7 separate regions of the Mus musculus genome follow, and regions 1, 2, 4, 5, 6 and 7 are each linked to region 3. The links are chromatin contacts, called in public Micro-C and promoter capture Hi-C maps. All regions are on one chromosome and are shown on one strand. The core of a region is the stretch at or near the end of the contact, and the rest is flanking DNA. Distances in the headings are between cores, read along the strand shown. Region 1 holds the start of Olig2 (oligodendrocyte transcription factor 2). Region 2 overlaps Synj1 (synaptojanin 1). Region 3 holds the start of Hunk (hormonally upregulated Neu-associated kinase). Region 4 holds the start of 4930404I05Rik (RIKEN cDNA 4930404I05 gene). Region 5 holds the start of Paxbp1 (PAX3 and PAX7 binding protein 1). Region 6 holds the start of Cfap298 (cilia and flagella associate protien 298). Region 7 holds the start of Olig1 (oligodendrocyte transcription factor 1).

Evidence for each region. Promoter capture Hi-C pulls out the DNA fragments that hold promoters and counts their contacts. A called contact is a pair of places that touch in the nucleus more often than the background predicts.
Region 1: a contact with region 3 is called in a Micro-C map of embryonic stem cells, with 4 times the contacts expected there. The contact joins the promoter of Olig2 here to the promoter of Hunk in region 3. A contact is called at or near these places in 1 of 39 promoter capture datasets (embryonic stem cells), 2 of 484 Hi-C or Micro-C datasets (both in embryonic stem cells) and 1 of 9 other capture datasets (embryonic stem cells).
Region 2: a promoter capture Hi-C map of cranial neural crest shows a contact between it and region 3. The contact joins the enhancer-like site here to the promoter of Hunk in region 3. A contact is called at or near these places in 5 of 39 promoter capture datasets (cranial neural crest, frontonasal cranial neural crest, pre-B cells and 2 more), 3 of 115 datasets of contacts at active chromatin or transcription factors (embryonic forebrain, embryonic hindbrain and embryonic stem cells) and 1 of 9 other capture datasets (embryonic stem cells).
Region 4: a promoter capture Hi-C map of stem cell-derived epiblast-like cells shows a contact between it and region 3, with 11 times the contacts expected there. The contact joins the promoter of 4930404I05Rik here to the promoter of Hunk in region 3. A contact is called at or near these places in 11 of 39 promoter capture datasets (the C10 cell line, cranial neural crest, embryonic stem cells and 7 more), 2 of 484 Hi-C or Micro-C datasets (both in embryonic stem cells), 8 of 115 datasets of contacts at active chromatin or transcription factors (the SCID.adh cell line, astrocytes, bone marrow-derived macrophages and 4 more) and 1 of 9 other capture datasets (embryonic stem cells).
Region 5: a contact with region 3 is called in a Micro-C map of embryonic stem cells, with 6 times the contacts expected there. The contact joins the promoter of Paxbp1 here to the promoter of Hunk in region 3. A contact is called at or near these places in 8 of 39 promoter capture datasets (the HPC-7 cell line, cranial neural crest, embryonic stem cells and 4 more), 1 of 15 datasets of contacts at CTCF or cohesin (pro-B cells), 5 of 484 Hi-C or Micro-C datasets (cerebellum and embryonic stem cells), 18 of 115 datasets of contacts at active chromatin or transcription factors (the SCID.adh cell line, T-cell acute lymphoblastic leukemia, craniofacial prominence and 7 more) and 1 of 9 other capture datasets (embryonic stem cells).
Region 6: a contact with region 3 is called in a promoter capture Hi-C map of hippocampal neurons, with 14 times the contacts expected there. The contact joins the promoter of Cfap298 here to the promoter of Hunk in region 3. A contact is called at or near these places in 14 of 39 promoter capture datasets (the 3T3-L1 cell line, cranial neural crest, embryonic stem cells and 8 more), 1 of 15 datasets of contacts at CTCF or cohesin (large pre-B cells), 22 of 484 Hi-C or Micro-C datasets (the HL-1 cell line, Th1 cells, adipose-derived mesenchymal stem cells and 13 more) and 20 of 115 datasets of contacts at active chromatin or transcription factors (T-cell acute lymphoblastic leukemia, astrocytes, bone marrow-derived dendritic cells and 14 more).
Region 7: a promoter capture Hi-C map of pre-B cells shows a contact between it and region 3, with 2.8 times the contacts expected there. The contact joins the promoter of Olig1 here to the promoter of Hunk in region 3. A contact is called at or near these places in 4 of 39 promoter capture datasets (the 3T3-L1 cell line, the C10 cell line, pre-B cells and 1 more).

What each region holds. Positions count from the first base shown.
Region 1 is chr16:91,223,999-91,227,531 of GRCm38.p6, reverse strand. Olig2 (oligodendrocyte transcription factor 2) reads right to left here and starts at 1,982. Exons shown (of 2, transcript NM_016967.2): 1 at 1,879-1,982; 2 at 1-1,187. The coding sequence starts at 1,132. The coding sequence ends at 161.
Region 2 is chr16:90,962,776-90,966,283 of GRCm38.p6, reverse strand. It overlaps Synj1 (synaptojanin 1), which reads left to right. Exons shown (of 32, transcript NM_001164483.1): 16 at 1,639-1,779; 17 at 1,879-2,071; 18 at 2,308-2,466. Among named protein-coding and RNA genes, the nearest start is that of Cfap298, 30 kb to the right of the region's middle. Within about 2 kb of position 2,258, at least 15 of the 459 cell types and tissues checked have an H3K27ac peak or open chromatin away from gene starts, as enhancers often do.
Region 3 is chr16:90,384,314-90,387,893 of GRCm38.p6, reverse strand. It overlaps Hunk (hormonally upregulated Neu-associated kinase), which reads right to left and starts at 1,497. Exons shown (of 11, transcript NM_015755.2): 1 at 1,178-1,497. The coding sequence starts at 1,438.
Region 4 is chr16:91,009,991-91,013,640 of GRCm38.p6, reverse strand. 4930404I05Rik (RIKEN cDNA 4930404I05 gene) reads right to left here and starts at 2,392. Exons shown (of 3, transcript NR_028368.1): 1 at 2,322-2,392. It overlaps Synj1 (synaptojanin 1), which reads left to right and starts at 2,333. Exons shown (of 32, transcript NM_001164483.1): 1 at 2,333-2,548; 2 at 3,472-3,617. The coding sequence starts at 2,451.
Region 5 is chr16:91,042,481-91,046,206 of GRCm38.p6, reverse strand. Paxbp1 (PAX3 and PAX7 binding protein 1) reads left to right here and starts at 1,828. Exons shown (of 18, transcript NM_026110.2): 1 at 1,828-2,201; 2 at 3,526-3,654. The coding sequence starts at 1,853.
Region 6 is chr16:90,932,746-90,936,682 of GRCm38.p6, reverse strand. It overlaps Cfap298 (cilia and flagella associate protien 298), which reads left to right and starts at 1,834. Exons shown (of 7, transcript NM_026502.2): 1 at 1,834-2,101. The coding sequence starts at 1,963. Synj1 (synaptojanin 1) reads left to right here. Exons shown (of 32, transcript NM_001164483.1): 32 at 1-586.
Region 7 is chr16:91,267,826-91,271,586 of GRCm38.p6, reverse strand. Olig1 (oligodendrocyte transcription factor 1) reads right to left here and starts at 1,818. Exons shown (of 1, transcript NM_016968.4): 1 at 1-1,818. The coding sequence starts at 1,710. The coding sequence ends at 928.

The DNA of each region.
Region 1 (3,533 bases), core at 733-3,232, 840 kb before region 3:
CCATTGCTTCGGTTCCCATATATTCGACTCCCCATAATCCCCTAGGCCCAGCCCGTGGTCCAGCTCCCCTTCTTGCAACAGAGCCCCGGAGCCCCAGCGCTGGCCTGTCCGCGCTGCTCCGCAGCCCTTGGCTCTCCAGGACGCACCCCCGCTGGCCGGCTCACTTGGCGTCGGAGGTGAGGCGCGGCAAGGTGCCGGCGCCCATAGCCGACACGTGGTGGTGCGGCGGCGGCACCTGGCACATGCTGCAGGGGCACGGCATGCCGCCCCAGTGCTGGAAGCCACCGCTGCCACCGCTGCCTCCACCCCCGCCTCCGAGAGGGGCGGCTGCGGCTGCCGACGGTGACTTGAGCAGGCCGTGCGGAGGCCGGATGGATCCGACCGAGGACAGCCCGGAGCCCGGTAGAGAGGCGCTGGACACCGCTGCGGCGGCGGCGGCTGCGGCGGCGGCGGCGGCTGCGGGAGGGAGGATGGGGTGGTGCACGGCCGGGTGGTGCGCGGCGTGCGCGGCGGCCGCGGGGTGCGCCGTGGCGGTGGGTAGAGGCGCCGAGTGTGCCAGCCCGCCACAGGCCGATGGGTGGAAGCCGGCGTGGTGACCCCCGTAGATCTCGCTCACCAGTCGCTTCATCTCCTCCAGCGAGTTGGTGAGCATGAGGATGTAGTTTCGCGCCAGCAGCAGCGTGGCGATCTTGGAGAGCTTGCGCACCGACGGCCCGTGCGCGTAAGGCATGACCTCCCGCAGGCCGTCCATGGCGATGTTGAGGTCGTGCATGCGCTTGCGTTCGCGGCTGTTGATCTTCAGGCGCAGCTGCTGCAGCTCGGGCTCAGTCATCTGCTTCTTGTCTTTCTTGGTGGAAGACGTGGCCGCCGAGGACGTGGACGAGGAGGTGCTGGAGGAAGATGACTTGAAGCCACCGCCGCCCAGTTTGTCCCCGGGATGCGCGCCTGACGCGCCCATGGCCCCTCGTAGCTCGGAGCTCAGCTCTGGCGGGCAGTCGCTCGGCGTGGACGAGGACACAGTCCCTCCTGTGAAGCCGCTGCTGCTTCCCCCCTTGCTCCGGGCGGGCAGAAAAAGATCATCGGGTTCTGGGGACGATGGGCGACTAGACACCAGGCTGGCGTCCGAGTCCATGGCCCCAGGGATGATCTAAGCTCTCGAATGATCCTTCTTTTTTCAACCTTCCGAACTTGAGGAGAGAACCAGACAGATACACAGACACAGACACACACATACACAGAGACAGACAGACAGACACACAGGGTGTGGAGAAAGAAGTGAGACAATCGCCGTCCCCGCCTGCACGGCAGCTCCAGGAACCCGCAAAGGTGGTTGGCATCTACGCCGCGGCAGTCTGGCCTTCTAGCAGCCCGGGGCATGCAAGTTATCCTAATCTCTCTCCTCCCCACTCATCCACCGGTTACTTTATTTCAGGGACTTCTGGGTGGCCCTCAATGAGGGACATTCTAGAGGTTTTATTTCTTCAGTCCGGCCTGGAATAAATGAGGACTTTTCTCTGGACCGGAGATCTGAATAGAGAAGTATTTTCTATCTGGTGCTCAGACGCATCTGCCTTTAACGCCATCTACACACGCAGCAAACGCCGGCAAGCGTGAACACACGCACTGGCAGCCCGCATTGGATTCACTTTCTAAGCGCTGGTTCTACGACCGCGCGGCTAGCTTGCGGACTCGCAACAGGAGTTATTGGAGCCTGGGATGCTGCGGTGAGTGTAGACACCCAGGCAGTCATTAGTACCTATTGGGGCGGGATCTCGGCCAGTAGGCCAGCACTGTAGGGTGCATCCTAAATCCTAGCCACTTTGGAGAAGTCGGTCTTCGGGGTTTAGGCTGGAGCAGTTAAGGGGCGGGGACACTTACTGTGAATTAGATTTGAGGTGCTCGCTGCGGAGGAGAACCTGGCTCTGGGCGCTGGTGTTGGCTCGGTCTGTAATAAGCATCCACACCTTTCGGGGTTCCGCTGGTTTTTATAGCTGGGTGGAGGCAGCAGCGACGGCGGTGGCGGTGGTCCGGGCGGGGGGCGGGAACAATGTGCTTTTCCTGGAGGGGCAGAGGCGCCAATGAGCTGGGCCGGCCCGAGGGGCTGCGAAGCTGATGTCACCCGGCTAATTCCGCTCAATGAAACCCGCCGGGCCCGGCACACGCCTCCTCTCAGCACACAGCCAATGGGCGCCCGCGGTAGAGAGATTCGCGAGGAGGGATGGGAGGAGGGACCTGGGCAGGGAGAGGAAAGGGCGAGCTGAAGAAGCGGGTGGGCTAGCGGGGCTGCTAAAGAAGTCTGGGGACCCTGGCAGAGAGGGAACGCCTGCAACTTTCAATATAAATATTGTCACTGTAGCGTCAGGCCAGGGTACGGAGTGAGACGGGGAATCTGCAAACTCGTCCGATGGCCAACCAGTTCTATGGCTGAGAATGAACACCGAGGTTGCTTGCCACACCTGGAGTTTTTGCTAGCCCTCCCGCCTCCTCCTGTTTCCCGCTGCCGACCTATCGAGTGATTTTCATCAAACTGTGACCATTTGTGGTTGCATAAGAAAACACTAGCGGCGCAGAAGGCCCCCACTCCCTTAGCTCCTTTCTACTTAGTGGCAGTTGCTGCAGCTTTGGGGACAGGCGGTAGCGCCCCCAGGTGGGGGCATGGCCTTGGAGAGCACGGGGCGGGCAAGGAAGCAGAGAAAGGTTCTTAGCACTCTGGGAAGAAATCGCAATTCATTATAAAGTTTAGATTGTGTAGAAGCTCCGGAGAGCTATTTTCAATACAGTCAAAGCGCCAACGCATCGATGGTTAACGACTTCCACCTCATTCATTTTCAGGGAAACCCAGCCACTGAACTTCCAACATCTTGGTGCCCAAGCCTTGGAGTAGAGGCAACATTATTTGCAAAGAATTATCGGAGGCTCTCCGCTGTGGATGGGAGTTGATACTTGAAACACACTCCTAGCTGCCTTGGGACGTCTTTTATAGGTAGCAGCCTCTCTCTCTCTCTCTCTCTCTCTCTCTCTCTCTCTCTCTCTCTCACACACACACACACACACACACACACACACACACACATACAAAGCTGAGAAACTGGATCTGGGTGAATTGCCTGGGGAAGTCTAGAGATAACTATACACTCACCCATTTTATGGAAGTGAAAACCTAGGAATTGATTTCAGCAAGCCTCCAGGAGAAAATACGGCCAGGCCCATACAGGTGACCCTGCCTACCGTGGATGGATGCGAGCAATTGGCAGTGCCCAAGCATGGGGGCAGTAGGTTGTATCCCCACCCCCAACTGTTTCTCACATCCGGACATTTCCAGCTCAAATGCGTTTTGTTTGTTTGTTGGGATATTTATTTTTTACAGATCTCGGGTGCTACCTCTCCTCCACCCCCCAAACATAAGCGCCAATTCCTTCTCACGGAGTTTTAACGGTCTTTTCTCGTTACTTCTCATTGCTTGGTATTTGAATTCGCATATGTAGTTTTAACAAGCAAGCAGACAAACAGTAATTGGTCTTCTTGTAGCAAAG
Region 2 (3,508 bases), core at 1,009-3,508, 580 kb before region 3:
CACTGTGTTTCGGTCATTTAGGAAGGTTCACTGAGTATGTAGATATTCCTAATTTTGACACATCTTTGGTGTGAATGTACTGTTTTGGTTGGTATCATCAATGGATATTTTATCAAAATCTTTAAATATTGGGAAGCATTCAAGATCACAGTAGCTAATACAAGTTTTATAAAAATTCTCACTTTTGTTTGAAAATACAGCTTTTGGGTCAGCAAGCTAGCTCAGCAGGTAAGGCTACTTGTCAGCAAGCCTGATGACCTAGTTTGATCACTAGAATCTACATGGTAAAGGGAAAGAGCCAGCTCCTACGGGCTGTCTTCTGAGCCCCTCCTTCCTCCCTCCCCTCCTCCCCCTCTGGATAGTTTACAGTTTAATTTGAATAGTTGCTATCAGTTCTTTATGAAGCTTAGTTATAATAGACTGAATATCTTACAGCTCTTAGTGAAGTAATAGATGTGTGCACTGACCATCGGTAGGTAGGTGATGTTGATTAGTATTGTTCCCTGAACAGCCGCGAGCAACTCTAGAAAGAATGGATTAGCCCCATTTTTCCAAAAGAAATAAAGTTGATCTTGTTTCTTAATATTAGGTGATATTAAGGGTTACTATTTGGTGATGATATTGTAGGTTTTGTAAAGATAAAAATGTCCATTATATTAAAGACATAAAAGTAATTATGAGTAAAATGGCATATGTCTTAGATTTGGCTAAAATATCTCAGGTTTATAAGAAGAAGGGAAGGAAAGAGATATTGAAGCTAAATATTAGTATGTGATGACTTACTTTACAGTTAACAAATTGTAGGCTTTTAAACTTTTTCCATAATTATTTAAAAGAAAAATTTCTTAAATTAAAAACAAATTAGTTTATAGGACAGGAGAGGTACTTAGCAGTTAAGATCTCTTGCTGCTCTTCCAGTGAACCAGAGTTCAGTTCCCAGCATCCCATAGGATGGCTCACAACAACCTGTAACTCTGTCTCCGGGATTTTTAATGCCTGTCTCTGGCCTCCTCGGGCACCTATACATACATAACATACATACATGACATAGGGTGGGGGAGGGAAACAGACAGACAGACAGAGTTTTAAAATAATAAAGTTGACTTCATAAAATAAGTGGGAGTGAGACAAGGTGATATGTAGAAGCCCATGTTTCTCATTAACCTAACAATACCTGACATTAAAGTGTGAAGTTTATCTGAGTTGCTCACCTCACGTCTCTTTCTAACTCATTTCCTATCTCTCTTGTTTTATTTCTTGGGGTTTTTAATTTTAGCATTATTTGTTTGGGTGCATGTGTGTATGAAGGCACACGTGTGCAATGGTGTGTATGTGGAGGTCAGAGGATAGCCCCAGGGGTCAGTTCTCTCCTTCCCCAAGAGTCATGGGGATTGAACTCGGGCTGTCAGGCTTGGCCATGGTACCTTTACATGGCGTGCCATCTCACTAAACCCGGATCTCCTCTTGAATAAGTTGTAAATACTGAAACACTGTGTTATTTTGGTTAAGGTGCACATTTTCTTTTTAACAGAAACAAAAAGCAGCTTGCATGAAAATGTTCTTTTTTTTAAGCAATCAGATGTATAAAGGGCGTGTAAAGCTTTCCTTAGGAGTCCCTCCCTCTGTAATACTTTGTAGCACAACCAACCAGAAGCTGTGGGCAGTGGAGCTGCAGAAGACCATCTCCAGGGACAACAAGTATGTCCTGCTGGCCTCGGAGCAGCTGGTGGGTGTCTGCCTGTTTGTCTTTATCAGACCACAGCACGCTCCTTTTATCAGGTCAGTGACAGACACCGTTCTGTCTCTTCTCATGCCATAACAAGAAAGGCCCTAGTGTGTGCGATGCCATCTCGTCCATTCATAACTTGTGCTTTGTAGGGATGTTGCAGTTGATACTGTGAAAACTGGCATGGGAGGTGCAACTGGAAACAAGGGCGCCGTTGCAATTCGGATGCTCTTCCACACCACCAGCCTTTGCTTCGTCTGCAGCCACTTTGCTGCAGGGCAGTCCCAAGTCAAAGAGAGAAATGAAGATTTTGTAGAAATAGCACGAAAACTGAGTTTCCCCATGGTAAGCTTCTGCTGATGGTTCTGTAAGACAAGCCTTTGCATTGCATTTCACTTTATCCTACATTTCCTGTCCGCAGTCGTGAAGACTTAGAGCAGTCCTTAGAGACACCAGCAGTGTTTGTGTGCCTCCGTCTGCTGTCTTGCTATTGTTGGGCTCAAGGCGCAGTGCTGATAGTGCAAGCCCTTGTGAGGCAGAGACACAGTGTGACGCACAGGCTGTCTGTCTCGTGTTTCCAGGGACGAATGCTCTTCTCCCATGACTATGTATTTTGGTGTGGTGATTTCAACTATCGAATTGACCTTCCGAATGAAGAGGTTAAAGAGCTCATAAGACAACAAAACTGGGATTCTCTGATCGCTGGGGATCAGCTCATCAACCAGAAAAATGCAGGACAGGTAACTGCTTCCTGAGATCACTGTCTTACAAAAGGGGCCCTTGGAGGGCTGGGGATGTGGCCCAGCAATTAAGTGCACTCACTGCTCTCACAGAAAGCCCAAGCTCAGTTCCCAGCACCCACACACTGGGCAGCTCACAACCACCTGTAACTCCAGGTCCACACTTAGGCATATAAAAAGATGCACAGAAATAAAAAGGAATGTAAGTTGTTTTTTCCTCTTAGGGAGAGGACGAGAGAGGGAGAAGGAGTGGAAGGAGTTTGAGGGGTCAGGGAGATGAGACTAGCGTTAAAGCACTTGCCTTGCAATGCTGAAGATCAGTTTGATCTTCAGAACCTACACAGCAAGCCCCAGGTAACACCCCAGCGCAGTGGCATGCAACTGCAATCCTTAGGCAGCTAGGAAGCAGACATGAGAACTGGTCAGTTGCCAGAAGGCTGTGAACCAGTCCAGCCTGGAGTAAAACTGCGGAATCAAGATAAATCCTGCCTCAGTGACATAGAAGGGAAAAAACAACTCCCAAAAGTTGTCCTCTGACCTCTACAGGTGTCCTGTGGCACATATATGCTCTCTTCACTCAATATACATATAAAATTATAAATATGCATACAATAAAGAAAAGTTGTAAAAGGAGGGTATGAATTTTGACAATTAAACATTTTCTTATTTCATTTTTGTATTTATTGTTTATACATACCTGTAGCTAAACATACAGAATTATTTTTTCTTGAAAGAATGAAAGAAAAGAAATAAAGGAAGGGGAAAAGAATGTTTTTAAAATGTTTATAATTCTTAGGAAGAAAATACGTTAGTGTGTCTGTAAGATGCACTATCAAACAGAAGGCCTATAATTGTGGGATGATAATAATGTGGACTCTCAGATTAAGTAGAAGGGCTGGGAGCCACTGGTACAGTAACTGGGGCCACCAAGCTTGAAGTCACCTCAGCGGCAGTTTCACCATCATGGATGTCAGCTGTTACTCCAGAGTGTGGTATCAGGCTAGATGAGTCCCCAGATCTCATACCATCTTCTACGATGGGG
Region 3 (3,580 bases), core at 248-2,747:
TGAAAATGACTGCTCGGTCTAACCCTGCTTACCCAGTATAAAGGGGCACCCCACTTGGAATGGCTACAGAAAAAGAAGATAAAGTCAAAGGGTGATGGAACCCAGTGCTCAAATGTAGGGGTTTCCAGGACAACAGAAACCAAGAGGAAATCAAAGGTATCCAGAGGCTAGAAAATGACTAGTGTGGTGGCCCTGGCCTGTCACCAGACTTCTCACAGTTCATCACTGTCACAAACCCCTAGGCTGGGCAAGGAAACCCAGAGCAGCAGGCCCGAGGGCTTGGCCCTTGGGCTATTTGCTGCTAGGACCGGCTGAGTTCCCCTCCTCCGCCCGCGCGGACAACCCCCAGCCTGGGTGATTAGAGTATTGGGTCCCTACAAAGATACCAGTTTGGCAGCCCAGAGCAATTCCCTGCCTGAGGCCACCCAGCCTCAAAAGTAAGTCAGCTTCTTGGGTTTCTTTTCACAAATCTAAGTTAACACCTGAGATCTGCCCGCACCCGGCCTGGCAAGAGTTCACTCTCTCACTTCTAATTAGGTCGAAGTAGAGTCCCTCCGGGTGTGGGGGAGGGGCCCCTTTCCTTTACTGTCTTCTAGAAAGATGAAAAGGTATCTGCAAACTTCTAGAGTCCAGGGCCTGTGTAGTTCTGCACCTGCCAAAAGCAGGATCGTTACTCCAACAGTTGCCCCAGCCCACACGGGGGGAGAGGGGAGCTTACAGGGCCCCAACTCCCCTCCACGTCCTCGCCTGAGCCCAGGAGGGATGAAACTCTAAGCAACCTCAGACTGGCTGCCTTGCTCTCCCGCCGCCGCACATTCCACAGGCAAAGCTGAACCCCAGCCTGGATCTAGTTCCCGCCTCTGCACTGATCCATGCCCCTACCGCAGGACCCTCCACCGCCACCTCTCCCCTCCCTTCCCTGGCGTCCGCCAGGCGGCACCCTTCCAAAACAAAACAGAAAGACGGTGCGGGGTAGCTTCGCGGGTACATCTATCTGCCCGGGTACCCCACCCCACGAACGTGAGCCCATCACCACCATCATCCATCAGTAGGTGCCCGGTGGCCCACTAGGAGAGCCTGAGCGTGCGTCTAGCCACACTGGGTTGGAGAGCCAGGCTGAGTGCTCGCGGGACAGTGCTCCCGGGTCCTCCCGCCAGGCCCGCGCACCCCAGCTCACCTTTTCTCCCGTCAGCACGTGCAGCCCCTCGCGCACCTTGGCGAAGGAGCCCTCTCCCAGCTTCCTGCTGCCGATGAGGTAGTTGCCCACGCGCTTGTGGTGCTGGAAGTCCCGGAGCCGCTCGCGGGACACGCCGCTCACCCAGGCGGGCAGGAAACTTCCCTCGCAGGCCGCCGCCGGCCTGGTCGTGTCCTCCGCGCCTCCATCGCCCCCCGGTGCCGCCGGCTCGCCCAAGAGCCCGTCCCCCGCCGCTGCCGGCATCGCGCTCGCTCGGCTCCCGCGCTCGCAGCCGCTCCTCCTCCGGCTCCCGGGGCTGCCCTGGCTCCTCCTGCCGCCGCCCTGGACCCGGCCCCGCCCGGCCCGGGTCTCTGTGCTCACGCCCCCCGCGCCTCTGTGCTAGCGCCGCGCGCAGACAATAGCTGGCGACCGGGCGACCGGGGACCCGCCCCCGAGAAGTTCGTCCTCCGAGGATCGATCGCCCAGATCGCGCCCGCGGTCCCGTCTGGTGCCCCGATCGGCTGTGAGAGGGAACAGCGGCTGCTGGTCCGAGAGGGGCACAGTCCGGTGGCGGAGTCCCCCAAGCCCGGGCGCCGCCGCCCTCTGGCCCGCCGGGTCCTCAGCGGTGCTCCCCGGGGCCGCTCCCGCCGGAGAGGAGCGCGCGGCGGGCTGCAGGCGCCCTCTGGAAGGCAGCAGAAGAAAGCCCCATTCAGTTTGAATTTGCAGAAATTTAATCCGCTCGCGGGCGGCGGGGACAGAAGCGAGCTCCACTCCGCAGCTTGAGCACTTTCAAATCCCTCGTAGCCCCTCCTTCCTTCCCCGCGCGCAACAGCCGAACTCGACCCTCGCTGGAGAGGGGAGGGGAAGGGAGCGGCGGAGTGGGCGGCGAAGCCACCTGAGCGCCAGACAGGGGGACCCCGCGCGGCCGCGTAGACGCGCGCTCCTGGGCTGCCCAAGACCTGCTGCCTCCCGGGGTGCGGATCGCGCAGGTTCTGAGCTTGAGCTTTCTGGCCCTTTCGAGAGTGAATGTCCTCACCAACAGCACCCACCATAGGCAGGGGAAAGAGAAAGAGAAGCTTTGGACTGTAGCAGAGTTGGATACCCAACCCAGAACCTGGCACACAGTAGGGACTATGGAAGATGGGTGGGTGGGTACCTAGCAGGCTATGTGTCGGGGCTCGCACACATACTCGATTGCTGTTGTCCGTGGAGAAGCAGCCGCCACAGCTAACAGTAGTGGCGGCAGCGTAGGAACCAGGGCGTTTGCTGCTTGTGCGCGTTCGTTTGCCCCCTCTCTGCTTTCCTTAGAGATGATGTATTGCAGGGTGAGCCGGACCGGACCGGACCGGAGCCTCACTGCTCCTGAATGCTTTTATTCTGCGGGCTCTGTGAGTGCACTGATTTCACCTAAACAATAAACATAAACAGCCTGAGACACCTACCCATTATTCTCCAGGATCCCCAATATATTCCTGAAGCGAAATGAGAGACACACACACACAAAAAGGATGCGGAGAGGGCTTTCCAAAATGCGACCTGTTGAGGTGCCCGCGTCTAATGCAAATTTAACCTCTGATCACACATCATCTGAGCTCAAAGGGAGGATTCGGTCCTAACAAAGTTCATTTCATTGTTTACCCCGCAGTAAACAGTTATGACATCATCGATCCACATTTATGCTCTGAGGTGGGGGAGGGGACACAGCTGTCACCCATCCAGTCTTGGGGCGGGGAAGATCCCTTTCCTGGCCTATCTAGAAAGTAACCCCCAAAATGACCGTTTTTCAAGTTCAGGCATCTGTTGGTTTGAACCACGCATAAGCTGTGAGTCTCCACCCTTGCTATTATGACCGAGTCTAGTCTTGTCTTGGGTTGGGGTCTCATTGCTCTGGATTTCCTACGTTAAAGACAAGCTTTCCACTGCTTTCTTGCTGTACTTGAGGGACGCCTTAGCTCCTACAGTTTCTGCAGGGCTCATCCAAACATTTTCACGTTTCTAATTCAGTAATTGAATTTTTTAAAGGCAGGAAGTGGGGAGAGGGAGAAGATGCTAGGTTCAAAGTGTGGGGAGAATAAAGCCCATTTTGGGGGTGAAGCCCATTTCCTTCAGGAAAGGATTTAAAGTTTCCCAATATTGCATTAATTAAATTTTAGGAAATTAGCTCTTTGTGAAAATTTAGAGATTCATTTGTTGCAATTTAAGGCAAATCCCAGAGAGTACTCATCGTTTAAGGGGGAGGAGGGGGAGGGTGGGGGGAAGGCAGGGGACGGTGCTTCATAAGTAGTGGAAGTCACTTATGATAAAATAGTGACTTTCTTTCCTCTTAATGTTTTGATTATACCCTCCCAGGGTAGAGGTCAGGAAATGGGTGAAGAAGAGAGAAAACACAGGCCCCTTAAATCTTCA
Region 4 (3,650 bases), core at 1,143-3,642, 620 kb before region 3:
TAGGAACAGGCTTGGACACTGTCCTAGGAGTCTGATGCAAGGTGAATGGAGACCAGAACTGCATATAGAAAGTGCTCGTTATGTCTCGACGAGGTTGTCACTCCTGAATGAGTAAAGAGCACTAAATATGGAATTCTCAGCTGCCATAACACTGGTATTTACTAGCTGAGTGTCTTAGAACAGCTACTCTCTTGAGTGCTTAAGGCCAAAAACTGGAAATAACTGTCACTGGAATCATGTATCTTATAAAGGTTCTCAGCTCAACGTATAGATTCTAGTGGTTTCTGGTGCACCTGGGTTTGTCATAATTCTCCATTCTACCATTTGTCTTCATGCCCCTACATGGGGACCTGATTCCCCTCTGCCTCCTTTGTAACAAACGGTACCTGTGATTTCGTCTCGGTCTCTTGTATAACCACAACAGTCTACCAGATATCCAAAACTTTTTTAGACTCGGGTCACCCAGTCATCTGTCGTTTGCTAGCGACAAGAATCAGGGTATGAGCATTCTGACAGCCTCACCATTGCTCAGTTCCAGTCAGCACAATTGGCTTCTTTGCAAAGCTTTAGACTGTGCCTATATATTTTGAGTTAGTCTACTATAGACACTGGTTTGCTAAAACGTGCAGCTACTTGGATATGTTGTAACAATAATAAATAGAAAAGGGACAATAAGGAATGTTCAAAGGTCACTAGTATGCTTTTCAAATCTTGGGTTTATTTTATAATTAAAAATGTATTTTGAAAGGACTTGGGAAAGCTAAGACCTACCACTGCTGCTTTAGCTTAATTTGAAGAAAGACATTATAACAGAAGCTTGGACCTCCGCTTTCTTAGTTCAGGATACCAAGAATAGGCAGAAGGCTGGCTTTAGAAAGCGCTTAGTGCCATGATTTCCACCTTGACAAAGAGTTTTTGGTGTAGTTTCACAGGGATTCTTGGTGTGAAAAGAATGATGGGGTAAGCAAGTTTGATTACAGCTCCACTTGGGGTAATTTCAGTTGTCATAAAAAGGTTCATCCCTAGGGCTGGGGATGCCCCCCAGCTTGTAGAATGCCTGCCTGGTACGCATGAAGCTTTGGGTTCAGTCTGTCACCACGTAAACCAGGTATGGTTGGCACACTAGCCTGGGCTCTGTGCTACTTTGTCTCAAAAAACAAAAGCTACCTCCAAAGTACTACAATTCAGTGGCCAGCTCTCCTGAACCCGTTTTTGTCGGTGCATGTCATATACAGTCATCACACTTAAGAAAAATCCCACTCTCAAACATCCCTGTTTTATTTAAAGGACTGTCCCCACCTGAAATGGACACTTCTTGGGAGGGAAAAATGGCTAACCACAATTCACAGCAAGCAATTGTTATTATAAGCTTGTGGTTACTGTAACCACAACAAAAAAGTAAAAGTTGTTCTTAGGAGACTAAGTGAAAAGATCTAAGAACTGAATCCAAGTGTGTATCTCCTTGGCTGGAGGTGGCTTCTCTTGTGTTTAGTTTGCTTTTAATATTTTAAAACTAGGGTGGATTTGTCTTCTCTAAAATAGAGAAGCGTTGAGTCACATGACAGCATGTTAGAGGAAATGTTTTTATGCAATACGTCATATTTAAATTGTGCTTTTGGGAAGAAAGTAAAAAGGGGAAGAGGCTAGGGGAAAGCAAAGGCAAATGGAACATGATTGCCGTGCTCCTTGGATTCTCAATTCCTCTCTAAAGCCCCAGGGACTACAATGTCCTCCCATTTTTGTCTCTGAAGTATAGGCAGAATAATTCTGCTGGACACAAGTTTTAGACATAATGTCTCGTTTAAAAAGATAGTTTGAAACAGTGTGATGCCCTTAGTTATAAAATTCCACGGCTGGCAAATCGACAGTGACAGCCATGTTTTGTTTGACTGCCTGGAGTTTCTGGTTGCTGGCTTCCCCCACTCTCCACTGCATTCGGTTGAGCACTCTTCCATCGCCCCTGGAGCTCGGAGAACACACTGAAACAGCCAGGGAACAGCCTCCTGCTGCCTCCCTGACGACAGACACCATGGACAGCTCTTCGAGCGCCACCCAGCCGGCGCGGGGTGCACACCGTCCCCCGCCTCGCACTCGCCCATCGCCCATCAGGTCTGCGGAGGCGGCAGGGGGTGGTCCTGATGCCCGACTCGAGCACGAATCAACACGGGCTCCCCCAGCTCTTTCCTGAAGTCCCTCCCTGTCGCCCGCGGGGAGGGCAGAGCTACAGGGCTCCACGCGAGGAGGACGGACCCTCCCTCTGCCGGCTCCCCTGGCCGTGCCACCTTCCCACTCCCGGGGCGACGGAGGCTCGCTTCACGGACCCAGGACGCGGCGGCCGCAGGAACCCGGTGACCAGTAAGCGCCCTGCTCGGCAGCACGGTCCCGCGTGGGCGGAAACGGCTCCGCCCTTTCACCCTAAGGGGCGGGCCTTCCGCCTGGGCAGCGGCGCAATGCGGAAGAGCTGGACCTGCTGGAGCGGAAGTGACGCTTCGGGCGGCTGTAGCGGCGGAGGCTGCGGGAGAAGGAGGAGGAGGAGCCGGAGGAAGAGGTGAGGCAGCGGGCGGGAGGGCGGGGGGCGGGGAGCGGCCCGGGCTCTACCCAGGGGCAGCCGGCCGGCCGGGTGGACGCTTCCTGAGCGGTGGCGGCCGTCGCAGCCGGGTCGCAAGCGGTGAGAGGCGGCCGAGGGCCGAGGGCGGCGGGTTGTGTGGAGACCCCGGGGCTGCGGGTGGCTTGCCGTGACAGCGGCTGTCACCCAGCGGGCGGGAAAGGACCCCGTCGGCACAGGCTCCCGGGTATCTCTGGCGGTGCGTAATGGAGGCGCTGAAGCGCCCGGTGCCTCAGTTCCCCCCGGCTCCCCGGGATCTCGTTGAGTGGCGGTGGGATCCATTCGTCACGGTGAGCTTCGTGACTGGGCAGGAGGCGGCAGTCACCTGTGTGGCTTTCCCTGCCCTTCGCCGCCGCCCTGGAGAGTCCGCGGTGTGATAATCCCGTCCCTCTCCGGCCCCCTCAGGAGCTTTGAATCAGCCTGATTAACCTTCCCTCCCATCCCCTTGCCCATTCCGCCTAGGGATCGGCTTGAAGTTTCCCCATCAGTTCCCTTCCCGTAGTGACAGATCGTGAAGCAGGAAGCCGATAAACAACCCCAACTGAAAATACGCTACAGATTTTCCCTTTGGGGAAACATAAATTAAATGGGAAATCCACCTTATCCAAATCAGGACCGACGGTGCTAAAAACCCCTGCCTTGTCCTGCCGTATCTTGAGAACTGGACGCGTTTCCTTTTGCCTTTTGGTTAAGAAAAAAAAAAAAAAAGGTGACGCCTTATCTTTTGGAATAAACCGTTCACCCCTGAGCTCTCTTTTTCTCTACCCCCAACCCCCATCAAACTTGTCAGTGAGGGACCTCAGGAGGACGCCTAGCAGTCCTTGCAGCAGAAGGAAACCTCAGGTGCATTGACTTGGTTTCCACAGGGCTGCCTCTGAAGAAAGGAGAATGGCGTTCAGCAAAGGATTTCGAATCTACCACAAATTGGATCCCCCACCGTTCAGCCTCATAGTGGAAACTAGGCATAAGGAAGAATGTCTCATGTTCGAGTCTGGGGCTGTGGCTGTGCTCTGTAAGTCACGTGTTTTCACCTGCCCGATTCTGA
Region 5 (3,726 bases), core at 579-3,078, 660 kb before region 3:
AAGGCGATGTTAAACAGAGGGCTTACTTTTCCTTTAAAGTTCTCAACAAGCCCAGTGCACCATAGTTTGAGGTTTGGGGATTTTTTTTTTTTTAAAGACATGTTCTCCTTTATCTTAGGCAGGTCTCCAACCAGAGGGCTGGGATTACTTCAATTAACTAGATATTTTTAATGATTTTGTTGTATTGTTTATGTATATTTGCCCACATGCTTTGTACGTGAACTATGTGTGTGCTGCCACACAAGGAAGCCAGAGAGGGTTTTAGGATCTCCTGGAACTGCAGTTAGTCATAGTTGTAAGCTGCCATACTAGGTGCTGAAAACCAAATCTAGGTCCTCTGCAGGAGCGGCAAAGTGCTCCTAACTGCTGTGCTGTCCAGCACCTTTTTACAGATGATGTGTAAACACCATGCTTTTAGCCTGCATTCAGGACACGTCCTGCTGGGCACTACAGGCATGCTGAGACCAGAAGGGGGCGCCAGATTCCCAGGAACTGGAGTTTTGAGGAGCCCTGAGGGTGTGGGTACTGGGACTGCAGCCAGGGTCCTCTGGTTCGAAACTGCAATATTCACCTCTCCAATCCCGTTCTTTTGGCGGGTTTTGAAACATGTAAATAATTTCACAAACACTTCTACCCACGCATCCTGATATGCTCGAGAGAAAGAAAAGATTCAACTTTGGTTATGAACTGGGTAACCTGTGTGTTAGCTCAACCTCATGCAATCTTTTTGTTTGTTTGTTTGTTTGTTTCTCGAGACAGGGTTTCTCTGTATAGCTCTGGCTATCCTGGAACTCACTTTGTAGACCAGGCTGGCCTCGAACTCCCGAAATCCGCCTGCCTCTGCCTCCCGAGTGCTGGGATTAAAGGTGCGCGCCACCACCGCCCGGCTCATGCAATCTCTTTAAGGCCGCCAAGGTTCAGATTTGCCCTCTGTGATATAGTCTGAAAATAAGACAAATCTTCCTTCCGCTTGTTTCAGAAATTCACTATGCTTCGTAAAATAGTTAAAATAGTTGCTACCTAACTTGGCTTTCTTACCAAGCCACCCGAAAACACCTCGCTCTCCTGGGAATGGCTGCGGCAGCAGGGAGATGTATCATCTCTGGTTCTGTCTTCCCCAGACAGTGAGGGTTTCCCTACATAGCCTTGGCCATTCTGGAGTTCCTTATGTACATCAGGCCGGCACCGAACTCAGAGATCGCCTTGCCTCCACCTCCCCAGTGCTGCTGGGATTTAACGTGTGTGCTCCCACGCCTTTGAGAGTGTTTGCGTTGATAAAGCTGTAGAGATGGCAAGTATTAATGGAGTTTCTGATCTGTAGACGATATCTGCTAGCATCGCCTCGCGTTATTAAGAGGCATATTAACCATGGAGATGCACTTTCCCTTCCCAAGCTCAAGTCAACTGACTCGTCCCTCCGCTTCTCCCCGGCCTCCCGCCTCTGTTTACCCTGCAGGCACTGAGTGGGAGGGAGGCTGCCACACGTAACGGCTCCGTATAAGCGCGGAAGACGCATTGCAGCAACACGCTCCGAGACGACAGACTACACTCGCTCCTCTCATCTCGATGATCCTCTTTGTGACCTTTGGAACAACACTGGAGTCGGAGGGTACCATGCCAACAGTCCCCCGCGCCGCTAGAGGGCAGTGCAAAGAGACTCCGCCCAAGTAGTGGGGCGCGAGGAGAGCCCAGGCGCATGCGCAATCGAGGCGGCGCGATAGCTAGCCAGAGCCGCGACGACCCGGCTGGTGGGGGGGAACTCTTGCGACTGCGCGTGCGTGGCGGTGGTCTCCGCGCTCCCTCGTCCTCTCAGTCAGCGAGCGGCTGTGAGAGCGCGGTGACGGCGGCTGGGATGTTCCGAAAGGCCCGGCGGGTGAACGTGCGCAAGCGGAACGACTCGGAGGAGGAGGAGCGGGAGCGCGATGAGGAGCAGGAGCCGCCACCGTTGCTGCCCCCGCCGGCCTCGGGAGAAGAGCCCGGCCCTGGCGGCGGCGACCGGGCCCCCGCGGGGGAGTCGCTCCTGGGCCCGGGGCCGCTGCCGCCGCCGCCCTCCGCGCACCACCCGGGCCTCGGCGCTGAGGCCGGGGGCGGCATCTCCGGCGGCGCGGAGCCCGGCAATGGGCTGAAGCCGCGCAAGAGGCCTCGCGAGAACAAAGAGGTGCCCAGGGCCAGCCTGCTCAGCTTCCAAGACGAGGAGGAAGGTAAGCCCCGGCCCGGCCCACGCGGACCCCAAGCCCGTGCTCGCCCGGGCGCCGCGCCCCTTTCCCCACCTCCGGCCTCCGGATCTGCCTGGGGTTGTGTTCCCGCGCTGCCACCAGCCAAGTCTACGGCCTGTGCAGTCCCTCCTCCGGCTGTCAGAGCCCTGATCAGCCATCCTGAGTGGAGGAGAAGGCTCGATGCTCCGTGGACCCGTTTCCTACCTTGCGAGTTGCAGGCAGCCTGAGTCTCTTGGTTAACTGCCTGCTCTTAGTCGTCTGCAGGCCTCTGTACCTGCGGCTTGTTGGCGTCTCGGTTTAGGCCTCCTTGATTAAGAAGGCCGGATTGTTAAAGAGGAGGACCGAAACCAGGGCTGGGAACAATTCTGGGGCTGCAGCCCTGGCTCCCGGTGACCTTGATCCAATCGCTCCCTTGCTGTTGTCCAGTCTCGGTTTCTCTGTAGAAGTAAATGGGAGGAGCAGATGTCCGCTGTGGCATTGGCTCTTGAAGCAGAAGAGGGACCAGGCTGCAGGGGATTTCGATTTTACTTGTACCTCAACATCATGTTAGGAAAAATTGGATGATTTTCGAAGGTCTTGCGTCATGCTTTCGTGATTCTAGAAAGATGGGTGAATTATCTTTGACCTCTCTGGAATTTTGTTTGAAGGAGATACAGACCAGGTTTTGCATTGTTTGAAATGTCTTGTTCTTGACTTGGATTTTCAAATTAAAGATGAGGGCTAAGTCACTCGAAACTTAGTTTTGCAAAATGATTTACTCTAGGCATAATTTTGAAATAACTGTTATTGTGACCAGAGTTATTCAGACTTGGCAGAATAACTTTGGGGTGTATTGTTTTAGGTTTCTTGACTTAATGTTTTAAGGAAGCATTCTAAATACTTTTTTATCCTGAGATGGGTGAAATATGCCAAAATTTAACAATTTTGAAGTTCCTTGGGTTACTCACTAAAATTTTCATTTAGTTTCTGGAATTGATACTATTTTTTGTTTGTTTTAATTATGTTTTGTTGAAACAGAGCCTCTATACTATAGCCCTGGCTGATCTGGAACTCACTCTGTAGTCTAGGCTGAACTCAAATTCAGAGAGCTGCCTGCCTTTGGCTGCCCAGCTCTGGGATCCCAGGCATTTGCTGCCAAGCCTGGCAATACCCATTTTTGAGTCTGCAATAGATTGCAATAAACTTCAGATTTTGTAATGACTTGTGTGTGTGAAAATATGCTGGCAGAATGAAAACAGCACAAAGGCACGAGGAAGGGAGAGCACTTTCTGAGTTGGTGTCTTACAGACTTCATTCTGTTTCTCTTAAGAAAATGAAGAAGTGTTCAAAGTAAAGAAATCAAGTTACAGCAAAAAGATAGTTAAATTGCTTAAGAAAGAATATAAAGAAGACCTTGAAAAATCAAAGATCAAGACAGAACTCAACACAGCAGCTGACAGTAAGTATCAGATAATTCTTTCAAGTGAGAGAAGATAGCAGTTCCTTCCCACAGGGCTTTGCAGTATATATT
Region 6 (3,937 bases), core at 585-3,084, 550 kb before region 3:
CAATAACTCTTGTGAGTTTTAGATCGTGCTTGTTGGGGTTCTAATCATTTCAACAGTAGTAGCTTTTAAACTGCAGTATTACTAGAGCAGTGTGCTTCAAAATGTGAATTAACTTGTTGAGATTGTGGCTGTAACATCTGTGTGAGTAGTGTGTATGGTATCCACTCCCCATTAGCAAGCTAATCCACTTTAGAAAACTGAAGCAGTGTGGATCGCAGCCCTGAGCAGTGACTCCCTCAGGTGTGAACCACTGTAATGTCTGCAGAGCAATAGCTCTGCCTTGTCAGGAAGTCTGGTAGCTGCTGAAACGCACAAAGCAAGTTAAAGTTTGCTACAAAGAACTCGACATCGTGTGTATTTGCCAGGTCTGGTCAAAGCAGAAAACAGACACTAAGAATCTCTGTGAGTCTCTGTTCTCTCTAGTAGATTGCTGTTTATATGTATGTAAGAGGTTTATCGCTTATGTGGCATACAGTATTTATAACTATATACTTTATAGAAGTACAGTATTAAAGTTGCTGGTATACATTCTGTACATATCTTGTGAGATGTGCTGTCATATGAAATAAATATGTCTTTATCACCAGCTGACTTCTTTACTCAAAAGGGAAGAGGTTTTTTTTTCTCTCTATGCATGTGTGCACTCCCACATTCGTGTGTGTGTGTGTGTGTGTGTGTGTGCACATAATACATGCAGGGAATAAGAGGTAGTTTATTCTGAAGCCAAATTTGAATGAATGACCATGACAGATTTGGGTTACCCCAAATTCCATGTTCACAAAGTTTTGTAGCTCTCTAAGACAAAGTCGTAAGTCATGGCAAGTTTAAAATACATTGGTGGAAATGCCAGAGAGGCATATACAGTAAGACGAAGTTTTTCTTTAGTTACCAGATGCTATTTGACGATATTCTTAACTTTTGGGTTAGTGAAAGCTACGTTTATAGATTTCAGAGCCTATATGCAAGTTATTTCTGACCCATAGGAGGGCAATGGACGTCTGTTCTAGGAGCTATAGCTAACAGAGACAAGGTAATCAGTCTGGACCCGCAGATTCACAGCCTCTCCACATCACTGCTGTTTTTATTACACAGCTTCTTTCCAGGAATTTCCATTGGCAAGTAAAAAATTTAATGTGCCATCACCACAAACAAACAAAAAACCCTCACCATTTAGCGAAACTATGAGTTTGAGATCATTTCAAAGCACAGGTTAATTTTCTTTGCTAATTTTCTTTACTCCTCTATTTGATTTTCTTCCATCCATTTGTTTTCTCTTTATAACACTAAAATGGGATCCTCAGCTGTGTCTGAGCGCCCTGGAAGAACAGCGCTGCGCCCGCTTGCCCTATCTGAGATTGTGGGGGACCGAGACTCCATGGGACGGGCGATAGACAGCTGTGGAACTAAATGAGCTCTGCACAGCAGCAGCGCTCCCCACTTTTTGACCGGAGACCCAAAGCAGAAGGCATTTCCGGAAGCGATCCGTGCCTGCGCGAAACCAGTCTGAGTTTGGCGGCGGCTATGCTCCCATAGTGCCCAGCGCTCGCTCTCATTCTTAATCCAGGAGTCGCCATGCTCCTCCAGCGGACATCTCCCGAGTCCCCGGACCGTCCGCACAGGCCTCTAGCTGTTAGTTTGGGTTTTGGTTGCCCGGGCAACAGCTACTTCCGGGAGCGGCGACTGTGCGGCCCGCACAACCTGTTCTTCAGCGCCTCCGGCCTTCCAGGCGCGAGTTCTAACTGGGCACGAGCTCAATGTTTGACTGTTGCCCCTGGCAACAGCCACTTCCGCGAGCGTGCGCCGTTTTCTTCATCCCTCCGGGCTGAAGCGTGAGCCGCGTTCCACGGTTCCTCCTCGGAGCAGCGGTTAATCTCAGGCTGGTGTGGGTCCGGCCGACCCGGCTCGGGCCTCGTGGTCCCTGCCCCGCAGCCTTGCCACCTCGGCGGCGCCTCTGGCGCAGCCATGGTTGTGCTGCACGTGAAGAGAGGCGACGAGAGCCAGTTCTTACTGCAGGCGCCCGGGAGCACGGAGCTGGAAGAGCTCACGGCGCAGGTGGCCCGCGTCTACAACGGGCGGCTGAAGGTGCACCGGCTCTGCTCAGGTGCGGAAAGGGAGGCCGGCGGCTTCGGGGTCAGGGGGCAGCGCCCGGGGTCGCGAGGATTTGGGGAGATTTGCCGTAGCCCGGGGTGGGAAAGGAGCATCAGGGTTGACCGGGGATGAAAGACCAACGGCTGGAGGAAACCCAGGCTCGCCAGCCAACCGCCGACTCGGAGGAGAGCAGCCGGGATGCCAAGTGAGGCTGAGCTAAGCCGGGATTTGGGCTTCCGGGAAGTGCGAACGTACTGGGTCGAAAGGTGGCGGGACGGAGCTGAGGGATCGGGGACGGTGGGAGTTGTCAAGGGTGAGGGTGGAGTGAGTGGTGGCTGCAGGGAAGGGGGACAGTTTGAGACGCTAAAAGCCCTGGCCCTTGAGTCTCTTCGCTTTGAAGCCGCCCATGAAAGTTCTCACCGGGAGAGCCTTGGTGTTGTTTTCTGTCTCCTAGGAAACACATGATTTTTACATTATAGAGAACGCCTTAAGACCCGTTTTATATATATAATCAAACTTAACTGCTTTCAAAGAAGGCTCAATATTAAATGACATATTAAAAGTAAAACATTTAGGGGGTGGGGGGAACCTCCGGGTCTTTAACATCATAAACCGAAAGTGTGGGGCAGCATGTAAGAACTGCATGGGTGAGCCAGGCGGTGGTGGCGCACGCCTTTAATCCCAGCACTTGGGAGGCAGAGAGAGGCGGATTTCTGAGTTCGAGGCCAGCCTGGTCTACAAAGTGAGTTCCAGGACAGCCAGGGCTATACAGAGAAACCCTGTCTCAAAAAAAAAAAAAAAAAAAAAAAAAAAACAAGAATTGCATGGGTGAATCTACACAGAGGTAGGCACTGAAGCAAATACCATGGAGGATCACTGCCCCTGGCCTGCGCCTCACGACTTGCTCAGCCTGCTTTCTCATACCACCCAGGACCACTTGCCTAGGGGTGATACCACCCGGAGAGTGCTACCCCCCCCCCCCTTACTGTCATTGAGAAAATGCCTTACCTACAGACTTGCCTACAAACAGTCTGAAATAGACATTTTCTCAGTTGAGGTTCCTTCTTCCTAGATACGTCTATGTTCATGCCAGGTCAACAAAAGCCAAGCAGAACCAATTGCTTCCTTGTCAACACCAATCGACATATCACCATGAAACCATAACCCTCTCCTTTTTGTTTATCCCCAAGACCTTATTAATATGGATATCTCAATATAAAACAAATTCCAACTTTCAGAAGTTCCACAGGCTTTTAAATTTTTTCACTTTAAAAATGCAGTCTCTTTCAAAGTTCAAACCTCTCTGTAATATCCATTACCGGGCACCTGTAAAAAGACCTAATCTCACTCCAAGAGGGAAGACCATGAGCGCACTCGCACTGGAAGGAGAACTGAAGTGCAGCCCTGTGAAGCTCGCTGTCAGAGGTGCGGGACTCAGGGTCTTCTCCGCTCCCTCTGCTCTGCAGGGCCCACAGAACACATCTCACAGGCTGAGGCTGGCTCCACTCCGTAGCTGCTGCTGTCCTTGGTGGTCATCCCATGGTGTTGGCATTTCCAAACTGCCGGAACCGCAGGCTTCCCCTTACCAATGGCACCGATTGCCTCTTGGCCTCTCTTTGGGCTCTCTCACCCTGCATCATGATGCCAGGCCTCAGCCTCTCTCCATGATCCTTTCAATCCTGGGGTTTCCCTGAAACTGAAGTTTGACCTGGCCTCTTCCTATGCCCAGCCTCTACTGTTCTCCATGACTCTTCATGCCCTCACAATCAGTACCATCTGGAAGGTGCATACACTTGGCCAAGTTTGGCTGCAGGCATGAGCGGGCTTTGGCCCCCTCTAGACAACAGCT
Region 7 (3,761 bases), core at 569-3,068, 880 kb before region 3:
GTTAATGACCGAATTTTATAAGCCTGCGCTACGACGTGCCTTGCTACCTATTTTAGTAAGTCCGAACACCGATGGCATGGAACGTGGTTGGAATTTTGTTTTCAAGCAAGCTCAAACGTTGGTTAAGCTACCTTTAGGGAAGTGGAGACTAAGTAAGGGTTTTAGGTTTTAAGGAGCATAAACTGCAACAAAACACCTGGGCGAGCCTGAAAAACAGAACTGGGAGTGGAGAGGAACCTCTCCACTTCGCATCCCCAACCACCGAGCGCGGTAACCGAGCGCACCCGCGTAACATCCAGCTCGGAAACCCTGGGCTTTCCAGAGCGGCCCATCCGTAACACCCTTGATGTTTGTACCGGTGGCCTGGGCTTTCTAGACCTCCTAGATCCGCATGGTTTGGCTGGAGAGAGCAAGGGAGCCTGTGCGCTCAGGCCCTGGACAAGGAAAGGACGCCCCTCTGGGTAGACACTGTTGGGGAGCAGCTCTTAGGCCAGGGAGCGGAAGCATGCCAGGAAACCAAGCTGGGGGCAGCCTTTCGCTGCACCCAGGGCAACCCCCTTATACCGCACCGGCCGGCTACCGTCCTCCCCGACTCCGCGATGCTCACGGATACGAGAATAGCCCGCGGTGGTGGGGGTTGTCACCCCTGCCAGTGGGTGAGTTGTGGTGGGGATGCGAAGACTTCTGGCTCTAAACAGGTGGGATTCATCTAGAATCCCAAGCAACTACATCGCTCCTTGGAACACCCGCTTGGGTTATTTTAATTGCCAGGGAGTGGGGGCGGGGAAGAAGGCGCCCTACAGTCTGTCGTCTGGGAGAGAAGTCTGGAAATGTCCTCCTTTCTGGGGCCAGCTCTGCCTAGATCCAGGACGCGGGGGCGCGGGAAGATTGGCTGAGGTCGCGCTCCGCCCCGGGCCCAGCCAGCCCTCACTTGGAGAACTGGGCCTGCACCGCTGCCAAGCCCAGGCCGGCGGGGACCAGATGCGGGAACTTGCACACCGCACAGGAGCAGAGGCCAGGGCTACCCGCGCCACCAGCTGGGAGAGAGAACTGGCCGCACGGTGGCTCGTCGAGCGCTAGAGACAGGTACTTGGTGGGGCGCAGCGTTTCGGGGGGTCCCACGGCACCGGGTGCCAGCAGCACAGAGCCCGGCGCGGCAGCCAGAAGAGGCAGGCCAGCGAGGAGCAGGCGCGGGGCGGCGGGTCCCGCACCGTCGCCGAGCGCGCGGCGCAGCTCCTGCAGCGAGCTACCCAGCAGCAGGATGTAGTTGCGGGCGAGCAGCAGCGTGGCAATCTTGGAGAGCTTGCGGCCCGGCGCGCCCTGGCAGTGCGCTGCCGAGTAGGGTAGGATAACTTCGCGCAGCGCGTCCATGGCCAAGTTCAGGTCCTGCATGCGCTTCCGCTCGCGGCTGTTGATCTTGCGCCGCAGCTGCTGCTGCTGCTGTTCCTCTTTGGCGTCGGCCCGGGCGCCCCCGGACTCTGGCGCAGGTCCCCGAGGTTCAGCGAGCGGAGCTTCGGCCTTCTCGCGCGCAGGCTTGGGGAGAAGGGATGCGGTGGAAGAGGATGAGGATGAGGATGAGGAGATAGGTGGCTGCCTGTAACCCACCAGCTCATACAGCGAGGCCCCGAGCTGCACGTCTCCAGGCCGCTGTGGCCGCAACATGGTCGCGGGAGCCGCGTTCACACGCGCCTGGGAAATCGCATAGTACATCTGGGGCGGGGGCTGTGGGGCGACCCGGGGCGCCCTTCACTAACGCCCAGGGGTGGGCCGGTCGGCAGATCGCCCTCCCCGCGGACCTGCGTGCCGGCGGATGACAGTGAGGGGCCGTGCGCGCCTGACACCTTTAAACCCGGCTTGGGAACCTGCGAGGACCGCGGTTGGCGGGGTGCAGCCAATGGAGGCGTGAGCTTGGCCACAGGCGAGTGTTCATTGGTCGCCTGAGCAGAGGTACAGCCAGAGTTGCCAGAGAGGGTTATCGTGGGGCGCCTGCGCGGGTGCCACAGCGCCCGCCCTGGGAGGGCAAGGGAGGGAGCTTTAGGGCAAAACATTGTTCCTTCCGAATTCTAGTTCAGCTGGTCAGGCTAAAATGGCTTTTGCCTCCCTTTATCTCTCGAGCTCTATTGCCATCCCTTTTTATAGTTACATTTGTCCTTGTAAAATGTGATCAGCCAGTAATCCCATCGCTGGGAACTACTGAAGCAGGAAGGAGAGGAGGCCAATCTGGGCTCCAAAGTGAGAGGTTGGCTGTTATAAAAATGCAGTCTAATATTCATAACATGAAACGTAACCATCCCAGAGTGCGCAGTTCAGTCGTTAAAACGCCTGACTGTTGACACGATTTTGCAACAGATGGCCAGGACTTGTTTGCTTTTTGCAAAACTTAAACCCTTAAACCATCAAAACAGCAACTCTAACTCTTGGTAAGCATTAAAGAGAAAACCCCCTCTGCTTGTCTTAGTTCTCACTGCTGTGATAAGCACTGGAACCAAAAGAAACTGAGGGGGGGGAGTTCCCTTGGCTGACACCTGCCAATCACAGCTCCTCACTGTGGAAAGTTAGCTCAGGAACTCAGGAAGTTAGCAGGCACAGAGGCAAGAACCAAGAGTAGCCAACTGAGGGGAGCTCTAACCTGCTTCCTTCTGCAGGCGCAGGATCGCAGGATCGGGTTACCTTTCTTATAGAGCACAGGCCCACCTGCTGGGAATGGTGCCAGCTCGCAGTGCGCTGGGCCCTCCCACATCAATTATTAATAAAGAAAATGCATCAGCGAGGAGTCCACCAGGCTGATCTGGTGACGTCAGTGTTCTCATTTGAGGTTCCCTCTTTTCAGGTATATCCAGTTGACAAACAACCACTTCTCCACCTTGGTAAATATCACCCCGGGTGGGGTGTGTCTGCGTGACTTTGTTTTCTCTGGGAATCCCATATAGGCAGTCAGTCGTATTTGTCTCCCATATACACAGTCGTATTTGTCTTTTAGTGGCTCATTGTTCATTTTGGTGACTTAGCATGTGTTCAGGCTTCATCCATGTCAGATATAGCGCGCATCTCGATTCTTCTCCTCCTGTATCCAAGGTCGGGCCCCACTCCGTGTTTATTAAAAGATAACTTTAAACTTAAGATCCTCCTTGTCTCTGCCTCCCGGATCCTGGGAATACAAGCACTCACTCACCGTGCCCAGTTTATGCACTGGTGTGGATCTGAAGCCAGGGTTTTGTGCACACAGGGCAAGCACCCTACCCACAGAGCCACGCAGTCCCAGCCTGAATTCTTCCTGCTGAAAAAGCCAAATAGCTCACTACACTTCCCAGGGACGTCTTACATTTCCTGTAACCACCGCCTTTATCTGAGCTCACAGAGGGTGGCTTCAACCTCAGGGCTATTAGGACAATGCTCCTATGTGTGTGTCTACCTGACCAGGGCGTAGGATGGTTACTTTCCGTTACTTTCACCCCAGCTCTCTGATCCACAGGTCTACAAGGATGAAGGAGTCTTTGGGGTTACAAAACATCTCATCCTTCCCCAAAGGGATGTGAGCTGTTTTTATCAGTGACTTGACTCTTCCTTAAGCAAACCCCACTCTGGCCTCTGATCAGAAAGAACATAACACCCGACATTCCTACCTGTTGAGGGGGGTACCAAATATTTCTCGAGCACAATGGGATTCCTTGTGGAAGCTGGCATCCCTGCACACAAGTGGGGCATACACCTGCAGCTTGTCAGAGTCCTGAACTGTCCCTCAGGAAGAGTTGTACGGTATC